2 separate regions of the Sus scrofa genome follow, and region 2 is linked to region 1. Evidence: chromatin contacts called from public HiChIP or PLAC-seq data. All regions are on one chromosome and are shown on one strand. Each heading gives the region's core, a stretch centred on a gene start, on an enhancer-like site or on the middle of the called end of the contact. The rest is flanking DNA. Distances are from core to core; before and after follow the strand shown. Region 1 holds the start of ORAI1 (ORAI calcium release-activated calcium modulator 1). Region 2 holds the start of MORN3 (MORN repeat containing 3).

Region 1 (5,337 bases), core at 1,670-4,169:
TTGGTAAATGAATCCTCATGCAAGTCCATGTGAGAGCAGTGTATGCGCCTCCTTTGTACACATGAGAAAATTGGCTCCAAAGAGAAAAGGCTGCTTGTCTGAGGCCCCACAGCCTATTTCCCCAGCACAGGGCACCTGGCCAGGCCCTTCCACCCATGAAAGGGGAGTCTCTCCAACCCCTCCAGGCTCTTGGGAGACCCCCCCCCCCTTGATCTCACCTTTCTGAGCAGGTGAGCCTGGCATCCTCACCAAGTCTCCCACCCCTGGAGATCAAAGGTCACATCATGTCAGTTCCTCTGGGTTTCCAGGTCCTTAGGAAGGAAGCCCTCTGGGGGCAGGAAGTTGGAGGTGCTGACTCACAGGCCAAGGGAGAGGAGTCCAGGAAAGCTGTTCACTCTGTTTCCATGGCACTGGGCCACAGGGCACCCCTTCCTTCACAAGGCTGGATGTCTGTGGTGGGGGTGGGGCGCAGGCAGATCTGCACTGCTGAGCCCTATTCCCCACCCCAGCCCCACCTCTCCAACAGATTTCCACACTCACGGCAAACACAGTTACTTTCTTGACTCCCCCACTAAGTCCTCAGAATGGAAGCTGTCACAGGGTTCAGCCTTCCTGCTAGCAGAACTTTCATCAGTGGAGCCAGGAAGCCTTTCCACCCTCAGTGGGTAACATACAGGTCCCCCAGAAACAGTCTGGGGACAATAAAGGCCCACCAAATGCTGCTGGCTAGCCAGGCTGCCCGACTTCCCCCACACTGTTTTTAGCAAGAGGAAGAGGGAGGTGACATTTGATTAGGAGGCCCGGCTTCTGAGAGAGGACTTGAGAAGACAGGAAAGTGTCCCCGTCAGCTCCTCACTTCCTCTGGGGTGGGAAGGAGCCTGGGCAGCTATGAATTTATGACCCCAAGAAAAAGGCAAATAGGCACTCCCCCATCCGAAACTCAGAGCACTGCTGTGAAAAGCTGATAGCCATGGTGTCACTCCCTTCCACCTACTTGTAACATCTTACTTTGCTTAAAAGAAGCTTCTCTGCTCTATTTCTCATTCCCTACTAGGCCTGGTCCTAACATGTCCCTGGCTGGATGTTGATTGGAACTCCACACACCACAAACGGCACAAGTGCCCAAAAGAGTCTTGGATGCCAGCAGACTCGGGTTCAAATCCTGATTCAGCACCTAAGTCCCCTGACAAAACCACATCAAAGGGTTGAGGACTTAGTGGGGGAGTCAAGGAACCTACACAGTGCCTAGCACCTAATGGGTGCTTCGTAAGTGTCAGCTCTTCCTAGGATTTGGGGCTGATAACAGAATCCTGTCATATGGACCTAAACTAAAAACTAGAGTGCCACTCCCTTACACACACACCCTCTCTCAAGGGCTCCCTCAGCTACTGCTAGTCTGAGAAACTTCTGAGTAGCAGCCTTCATTTTACAATTCAGAAATCAAGGCCCACAGAGGAATCAGTCTGAGATCAAGGGGACAGCAAGGGGCAGAGCTCGTTCCCTCCCTCAATCCTCTGGCTTTTCCACTGAGGCCTGGGGTGCTGAGGGCCTGCTTAGGGCCTCCAAAAATTTCTTGTTCCTGTGCATTGTGCATCACCCACTTGTTTGTGAGACTCTGGGAGAGTACCAGACACAACGCCTTCCCAAGAAAACACAAGGGTGCAGCCACTCCCTCCTTCAAGGCCAAAAGCTTAGCTCACTCATGGGTGAGGCAGGAGTGCTGTGGGCTAGAGATCTTGGGGTGGGGGCAGACCCCATTCAGGCGGGCTGATGTCACTGAAGGCGAGAACCATGAATTGTTTTCTAGCTCCCTGCCTGGGTAGACGCCAAGATTCCTGGCCTGAGGGCATCCACGGGGTCACTTCTCAGCCCAACCTCAGCCTCACCCATCCCACCTTCAAGGCTAGTTCTCACTCCAATCCAGCCCGCCCTGGCAGAGGACACTAGGCCTACCCCCTAAATCAAGAACGAGCCCATTCAACGGGAACATGTCCCATGCTCCTCCCCCACACCCAGTGACTCAGTGGCAAGTTTCTGAAGAAGAAACTGCGGGTGGGGAGTGTTTGTCAACCCCCCTGGGCTGAGGCTCTCGGAAAACGCAGCAGGAGCAAGGCTGTGAGGAAATCCCCTCTACTAGGTAATCAAAGAACCTGGCAAATTCCTGCTAGCCTCAAATGTGGGGGCACAAGGGAGACACTCGGGGGTCCTTCTCCCAACCTCCTGCCACCTGTTCTCAAAGAGATCAGACCGCTCATGACTTTCCTTGCCCCCAGAACATATGTGGGACTGTCTTCTTACAGACAGATCTACGTCGAGGACCAAGCTGCATCAAGCTGGTCCACCTGAAGGCACCTGAGCCCTCCAACCCTGCACATAGTAAGACACCCAATCTCCCACATCGGGTGTCAATGATCGCCCCTCTTTCCTCACGTCCAGCACCTCTGGCCCCCTCCCGCGTCCACGGCAGCTTTCTCCCAGCTCTTCCCTTTCAACCCCAGCTCGCTCAGCTAGATCCCCCACGGGTCCCGTCGGGGCTGCGAGTGGCAGTGGCCAGGACGTGAAAGGGGGCAGGGCAGGGCAGGCTGCCCGAGCTCACCATGGCGAAGCCGGAGAGCAGAGCTGAGGTCCGGCTGGAGGCTTTGAGCTTGGCGCGGCTCAAGTAGAGCTTGCGCCAAGACAGCGCTTGCATCGAGTGCTCGTTGAGGCTCATCACCTCGGAGTAACTCTGGCCGATCCAGTCCGGGTAGGTGACCGCGGGCGGCGGCGGCGGCGGCGGCGGCGACCCCGGGGGCTCCCCGTCCCCGCTGTGGCGGCGGCTCCGGCGGCTGCCGCTGGTGGTGCTGCCGCCGCTGAGGGGAAGCTCAGGGCTGTTGCTGCTCGGAGGCGGGGCGGGCTCCGGATGCATGGAGCACGCTGCAAAGGCGCGGGCCGGCCCGGGCGCCTCCGAGGGCAGCGGCCCCCGCCCCCGCCGCACCTCCGCCTCTGCTGAAGCAGCCGCCGCCTGCCCCCCGCGCGGGTCCGGCCTCAACCGGCCGGCCGCGGAAAACAAGGAGGTCGAGGAAGCGACTACAGATCCAGCTCTCAGGGCCGTCTCGCCGCTGGCAAAAGCCGGGGGCGGCAGAGACGAGAGCTTGCGCGTGAGCCAGCGTCCAGGATCCCAGGGCCCCTCGGCGCGCTCCAGGATTGGCTGCCGCCCCTGGCTTATTTGCATGCGTCCTGCCCACTCAAGCCCCGCCCAGGAGGAAGCGTGGGGGGGGCGAGCAACGCGAGTCACGTGACTTCTCTGTTCCGACAGCACCACCCACAGTCCTATGCCCGCGCTGACTGCACCCGCCTCTCTTCCTGGAAGCACCCCAGCCCCCGGGGCCTCTCCGAGCGCCTCCCATCTCCACAGCTGCTCCAATGGCCCTTCTCTCGGAGCTCCGACTGCTGGGTCGGGCCACCTGAGGTCACCTCTGGGCGCCTGCTGAAGCTAATTTCCTTCCCCCTTGGAACAAGGTGACTCAAGACCTGCAGGAGAAAGAGCGGCTGTGATCTAAAGTTAATTCTGTATTTATTGAGCACCTACTGGGTGCCAACACTGCTCTAGGCACTGAGGCTAGGTTGGTGAAAAAGATGGACAAAATCTCCTGCCCGCTACATGGAGCTTACATTTTAGTGGAGGAGCGGTGCAAACACTGAGTAAATTATAATCGTTTAGAAGGTGACAGATGTATAGAAAAAATAAAGCAGGGAAAAGGAACATGGGTAGTGCAGGGCTACGATTTTAATTTGAAAAACTTAGAAGCGCCTTTTTTTTTCTGCTTCGCTTTCAGCATGTGTAAGTTGAGGAGGAGGCAGTTATTGAACCTGAGCAGGGCAGTGACAACTCTGGATCCTTAACCACCTGAGGCTCCAGGGAACTCCAAGGCCTTTTTTTTTTTTTTTTTTTTTTTGTCTTTTTGCTATTTCTTTGGGCCGCTCCCGCGGCATATGGAAGTTCCCAGGCTAGGGGTCTCATCGGAGCTGTAGCCGCCAGACTACGCCAGGGCCACAGCAACGCAGGATCCAAGCCGCGAATGCAACCTACACCACAGCTCAAGGCAATGCCGGATCGTTAACCCACTGAGCAAGGGCAGGGACCGAACCCGCAACCTCATGGTTCCTAGTCGGATTTGTTAACCACTGCGCCATAACGGGAACTCCGGAACTCCGAGGCCTTTTTATATTTTAGGTTAAGTATTTTGGTCTGTTTTGTCCAATTCGTTCACTTACAATTCACCAGCGTCTGGAACAAAAGCCACGGTACCGGTTAATACACCTATCCAATAAATGTACTGTGCACCAGGCTGAGGTATTCCAAGAAAATGGTAACTTTCATGGAATCGTATATTTTAGTGAAAAGAACAGGCAATCAACAAAATAAGTTCACATCTTTCTGATTTGGTCACTTTTTTTTTCTTTTTAGGGCTACACCCATAGCATATGGAGGTTCCCAGGCTAGGGGTTGAATCAGAGCTAGGGCTGCTGGCCTATGCCACAGCAACGCAGGATCTGAGCCACATCTGCGAGACCTACACCACAGCTCACAGCAACACCAGATCCTCAACCTACTGAGCGAGGCCAGGTATCAAACACGCGACTACATGGTTCCTAGTTGAAGTGGTTTTTGCTATGCCTGATTTGGTTACTTTTGAGCTGAGACCTGAACCAGCAAAACGAAGAAGAGGGCATCTGCTCTCCAGGGGCAGAAGAAAACAGCGATTTCCCTAAGGTATCAGCTCTAGGAACGCACGGACCTTCACTGCTGGTTTCACAACTCTGGAGTATTGCTTGGCACACTGCTCAGTAAATATCTGTTGAATGAATAAGTGTGGGAGAGACAGGAATGAGTGAAACTCAATTAGCCCAGAATCAAGTCACAGGCATGCGGCTTCCAGGTCCGCCGTGTGAAATTTAAGTCTTGTCACCACCAGAGGGCGTCCCTCCACTCACCCACATTATGCGATAAAACTGAACCCCCGCCCCGAAAGTCTCTGGGGTTCTCTCAGAGGCCTGTTTTTATGAAGACTTGACATTTGAAATCTCACCCCACTGAGCTTGTTTCTTTGGTGGCCTTTGTTCTTGTTAACTTCTTTCACTTACCATCTGTGTCTCAGTTCAACTATTATCTCTAAAAAGAGATGTTTCCTCTCTATCTAAAGTAGTCCCCATTTTATGTTCTGCCATCTCACCCTGTTTTATTTCCTTTATAGTTCTGATCACTACAATACTTGAAATCACCTAGTTTATGCATTGACCTGGCGGGGGGGGGCGGGCGGGCGGTGGCTCCCAGCATATGAGTGTCTTGAGAGCAAA
Region 2 (5,337 bases), core at 1,567-4,066, 36 kb before region 1:
TGATAAAAGGCCATATACGAAAAACCTACAGCGAACATCATTCTCAATGGTGAAAAGCTGAAAGAATTCCCGCTGAGATCAGGAACAAGACAAGGATGTCCGCTCTCACCACTACTATTCAACATAGTTCTGGAAGTCCTAGCCACAGCAATCAGAGAAGTAAAAGAAATAAAAGGAATCCAAATTGGAAAGGAAGAAGTAAAACTATCACTATTCACAGATGACATGATACTATACCTAGAGAATCCTAAAGACTCTACCAGAAAGCTGTTAGAGCTTATCCACGAATTTGGCAAAGTTGCAGGATATGAAATCAATACACAGAAATTGATAGCATTTCTATATACTAACAATGAAAAAGCAGAAAATGAAATTAGGGAAGCAATCCCATTTATCATCCAAAAGAATAAAATACCTAGGAGTAAACCTACCTAAAGAAACAAAAGACCTGTACTCTGAAAACTACAAGCCACTGATGAAAGAAATCAAAGATGACACAAATAGATGGAAAGATATACCATGCTCGTGGATTGGAAGAGTTAATATTATCAAAATGACTATATTACCAAAGGCACTCTACAGATTCAATGCAATCCCTATCAAATTACCAAGGACATTTTTCACAGAACTTGAACAAAATATTTTAAAGTTTGTTTGGAAGTACAAAAGACCCAGAATAGCCAAAGACATCCTGAAAAAGAAAAATGGAGCTCGGAGAAATCAGGCTCCCGGGCTTCAGACTATACTACAAAGCAACAGTCATCAAAACTGCATGGTACTGGCACAAAGACAGACATGTAGATCAGTGGAACAGGATAGAAAGCCCAGAATTAAACCCATGCACTTACAGCCAACTAATCTATGACAAAGGAAGCAAGACTATACAATGGAGAAAGGACAGCTTGTTCCATAAGTGGTGCTGGGAAAACTGGACAGCCATATGGAAAAGAATGAAATTAGAACACTCCCTAACACCATACACAAAAATAAACTCCAAATGGATTAAAGACCTAGATATAAGACCAGACACTATCAAACTCCTAGAGGAAAACATAGGCCAAACACTCTCTGACATAAACGACAGCAACATCTTCTCAGATCCACCTATCAGAGTATCGACAATAAAAAGAAAAATAAACAAATGGGACCTACTCAAACTTCAAAGTTTCTGCACAGCAAAGGAAACCCTAAACAACACAAAAAGACAATCCACACAATGGGAGAAAATCTTTGCAAATGAATTGACTGACAAGGGATTAATCTCCAAAATTTATAAACAACTTCTGTAGCTCGATACCAAAAAAACAAGCAACCCCATCCAAAAATGGGCAGAAGATCTAAACAGACAGTTCTCCAAAGAAGACATACAGATGGCCAAGAAACACATGAAAAGATGTTCAGTGTCACTCATTATTAGAGAAATGCAAATCAAAACCACGATGAGGTACCACCTTACACCAGCCAGAATGGCCATCATCCAAAAGTCTACAAACAACAAGTGCTGGAGAGGGTGTGGAGAAAAAGGAACCCTAGTACACTGTTGGTAGGATTGTAAATTGGTGCAACCACTGTGGAAAGCAGTATGGAAATTCCTCAGAAAACTAAACATAGAACTACCATTTGATCCAGCAATCCCACTCCTGGGCATCTATCCAGAGAAAACCACGACTCGCAAAGACACATGTACTCCGATGTTCACTGCAGCACTATTTGCAATAGCCAAGACATGGAAACAACCTAAATGTCCATCGACAGAGGAGTGGATCCAGAAGATGTGGTACATATACACAATGGAATATTTCTCAGCCATCAAAAAGAACGAAATACCAGCATTTTTAGCAACATGGATGGACCCAGAAACTGTCATGCTAAGTGAAGTCAGCCATACAATGAGACACCAACATCAAATGCTTTCACTGACATGGAATCTGAAAAAAGGACAGACGGAACTTCTTTGCAGAACAGATGCTGACTCACAGACATTGAAAAACTTATGGTCTCTGGAGGAGACAGTTTGGGGGGTGGGGGGATGTGCTTGGGCTGTGGGATGGAAATCCTGTGAAATCAGATTTTTATGATCATAATACAACTACCGATGTGATAAATTCATTTGAGTAATAAAATATATATATATATATATATATATATATATATATATAAGATGGTCCAAAGATTTACTGAGATGATGTTTGAATAAAGCCCTGGAGAGCAGGGAGTGATCCAGGCTGCTATTTGGAGGTAGAGATGGCCTGACGGGGGGCACAGAACAGGCGAAGGCCCTGAGGCAGAAACATGCCCAGCATTTTCCAGGAATAGCAAGGAAACAAGTGTGAGGCTCCAGTACAGTGAGATTGGGTATGCAGAGCAGGGACAAGCTCAGAGAAAAAGGGACGGAGGTGGACAGATGACACAGGGCTTTGAAGCCATTGTAGGCACTGTGGCTTTTACTCTGAGTGACCAGGAGAGCCCCTGAATGCAGTGAGCTGAGGACTTGGTGGGCTTGTGAATATGTAAAGCCTAGGCATCTTCAGGTGTGGAAGGGCTATATAGCTTCCCATAGATTCTCAAAGGAGCCAGCTAGACTCCCACAAAATAAAGAACAGGTGTAATGCTGGGTCTCCTTTCACGTTTTCACCTTTGTCTTTGCAACTTGGCAGAAAAGCCTCTGACCCTTTCAGGCCGGCTTGGGGTATTGTATTCGCCCAGGAGAACCTAGGGCAGGAGAGGAGTTTGGGGTGTGGAAGACTACCAGCCGGGTGCACCAGCCCGCACTGGACCTCCACATGCCCGATGACGTTCTTTCGCGCAGCTGTAGCATCTGCAGCCTTCCCCACGCGCGGCCCCGCCAGCGCAAGGTCTGGGCAGGAAGGGGCGGGCCCTGCTTCGCGGCTTTGCTGGGGCCCGCGTTGCCATAGCGACCCTGGTCAGGCTCTGGACGCCAGTGCGCGCGCAGCGGGCGGCAATTGAGGCTGGAGGCAGTAACCTGCGACTCTGCTCTCCAACCGGCAGGAGTGCGCAGGTGAGAGGGCACAGATGTGACTGGGCAAGAGCTGGCGACTGACCCCCAGCCTTTTGGGCCCCACTCCTTCCACCTTCCATGGTGGTAATGACTGTCATTCAGTATCAAAACAACCCGGGCAGAATCCGCGCACCGCGTTGCAAGGCATTCTTTTCCTATCAGTAGTTCATGTATTAAGACTGCAGTCTCCTCCTGGGTAGAATCTACCGCTCTATCCAAGTGTGAGAGGATGAGTTATATTAATGAAGCGTTAAGTAACACTCAGTGACCTGGTGAGAAAGTTACTGGATTCTGAGTTCTTTTACAGTTCTGAGTAAACCAAGGAGAAAGTGTCAGTTTGGGGTTAATATGGCATTAACACCTCTCTAAACATTTGTTAATCTCAGCTGTAAGCCCCAGTATCTAGCTAAGGCTTAAGTAATGATATGTAAAATCTCTTTCTTGGATAAATGTATTGATTTTTTTAAAGTGAATTAATTCCAATATAAAGATTAATCATAGCATGTGTGGTACATGCAAATGGGAGAAAAAAGAAAAACATTAAATTTAGGACCTGAGGCGTTCCCATCGTGGCCCAGCAGAAACAAATCTAAGAACCATGAGGTTGTGGGTTCAATCCCTGGCCTCCGTCAGTGGGTTAAGGATCCGGCGTTGCCATGAGCTGTGGTGTAGGTTGCAGACATAGCTCAGATCTGACGTTGCTGTGGTGTAGGTTGGCAGGTATAGCTCCGATCAGACCCCTAGCCTGGGAATCTCCATAGGCCTCCTGTGCGGCCCTAAAAAAGCCAAAAAAAGCCAAAAAAAAAAAAAAAAATTAGGACATGAGACTGTTTCCCTCTGCTCAGTTTTTGCCTGGCCATTTTCTTTGCCTGGAGTGACTCTCCCAGCTCCTAGGCATGATTGTCAAAATATGTACTAGCTTGAGTTCTCTCCTGGCTCAGCGAGTTAAGGATCCGGTGTTGTCATTCCTGTGGCTATGGTTACTGTTGTCACTCCTGTGGCTCATTTTGGTCCCTGGCCCAGGAACTTCCACAAGCTATAGGCACAGCCGAAAAAAAAAAATGTACTAGCTAGTAGGGTCTGGTTGGCCAACCTGGTCAGACTCCTGGAGGCCCCTGCTGTGGCCCCACAGGGAACTACTTAATGGGCAAGGCCGAGTGCAAACTGAAAATTCGAGGCCATAGTTCATAAAATATTAAGAATTTCAAAACAGTGACAGCAGAGCCAAAACCAAGCATATACCCTTCTTTTTTTTTTTTTTTTGTCTTTTTAGGGCTGCACCTGCAGCATATGGAGATTCCCAGGCTAGGGGTTGAATTGGAGCTGTAGCCTCTGGCCTGTGCCACAACCACATGGGATCTGAGCCGGGTCTTCGACCTACACCACAGCTCATGGCAACGCAGGATCCTTAACCCACTGAGCAAGGGCAGGGATAGAACCTGGGTCCTCATGGATATCAGTCAGATTCATTTCTGCTGAGCCATGATGGGAACTCCCACATGCCCTTCTAAGGACCAGGCCCTGTGCACTGTTGAGGTTGAGAACCTGTGATGCCAGCCCTGGGTGTGTGGATGCCTAGGGCACTACTGTCTCCTGAAACCTGCTCAGCCCTGAGGTCATGCTGATTTGTTAATATCTCTGCCTACTGATATTTAAATAGTTCACTCTGGAGTTCCCGTCGTGGTGCAGTGGTTAACGAATCCGACTAGGAACCATGAGGTTCCTCAGATCCCGCGTTGCTGTGGCTCTGGCGTAGGCTGGCAGCTACAGCTCCTATTAGACCCCTAGCCTGGGAACCTCCATGTGCCGCGGGAGCGGCCCAAGAAATGGCAAAAAGACCAAAAAAATTTTAAAAACTAAAATAAATAAATAAATAAATAGTTCACTCTATTCCTCCACCCCCATGCCCTCATTCCTCTATCTTCCTATTCCCCCACCCCCCTATGCCTAGCTGCTAGCACTACTGGAATGTGTCTGCGTGTGTGTGTGTGTGTGTGTGTGTGTGTTTCCCATGCCCACGGAGCAGGATAGATGGCGTTTCCAGAGGGGAAACAAGGATCCCCATGATTTGGATGATTTCTTTTTCTTTTTTTTTTTTATGGCCACACCTGCAGCAGATGTTAGTTCCCAGGTCAAGGACTGAATCTGGGAGTTCCCTTCGTGGCTCAGCAGAAATGAATCTGACTAGTATTCATGAGGATGCAGGTTCAATCCCTGGCCTTGCTCATGGGTTAAGGATCTGGTGTTACCATGAGCTGTGGTGTAGGTTTCAGACACAGCTCAGATCCACTGTTGCTGTGACTGTGGTGTAGGCTGGC

What was found. HiChIP or PLAC-seq counts read pairs in DNA pulled down with a chosen protein or histone mark.
Region 2: a contact with region 1 is called in an H3K27ac HiChIP or PLAC-seq map of skeletal muscle. The contact joins the promoter of MORN3 here to the promoter of ORAI1 in region 1. A contact is called at or near these places in 1 of 5 promoter capture datasets (liver), 19 of 47 Hi-C or Micro-C datasets (alveolar macrophages, blood, embryonic fibroblasts and 10 more) and 2 of 2 datasets of contacts at active chromatin or transcription factors (alveolar macrophages and skeletal muscle).

Annotation. Positions count from the first base shown.
Region 1 is chr14:31,025,089-31,030,425 of Sscrofa11.1, forward strand. ORAI1 (ORAI calcium release-activated calcium modulator 1) reads right to left here and starts at 2,920. Exons shown (of 2, transcript NM_001173519.1): 1 at 2,597-2,920. The coding sequence starts at 2,905.
Region 2 is chr14:30,989,081-30,994,417 of Sscrofa11.1, forward strand. It overlaps MORN3 (MORN repeat containing 3), which reads left to right and starts at 2,817. Exons shown (of 7, transcript NM_001243709.1): 1 at 2,817-3,019.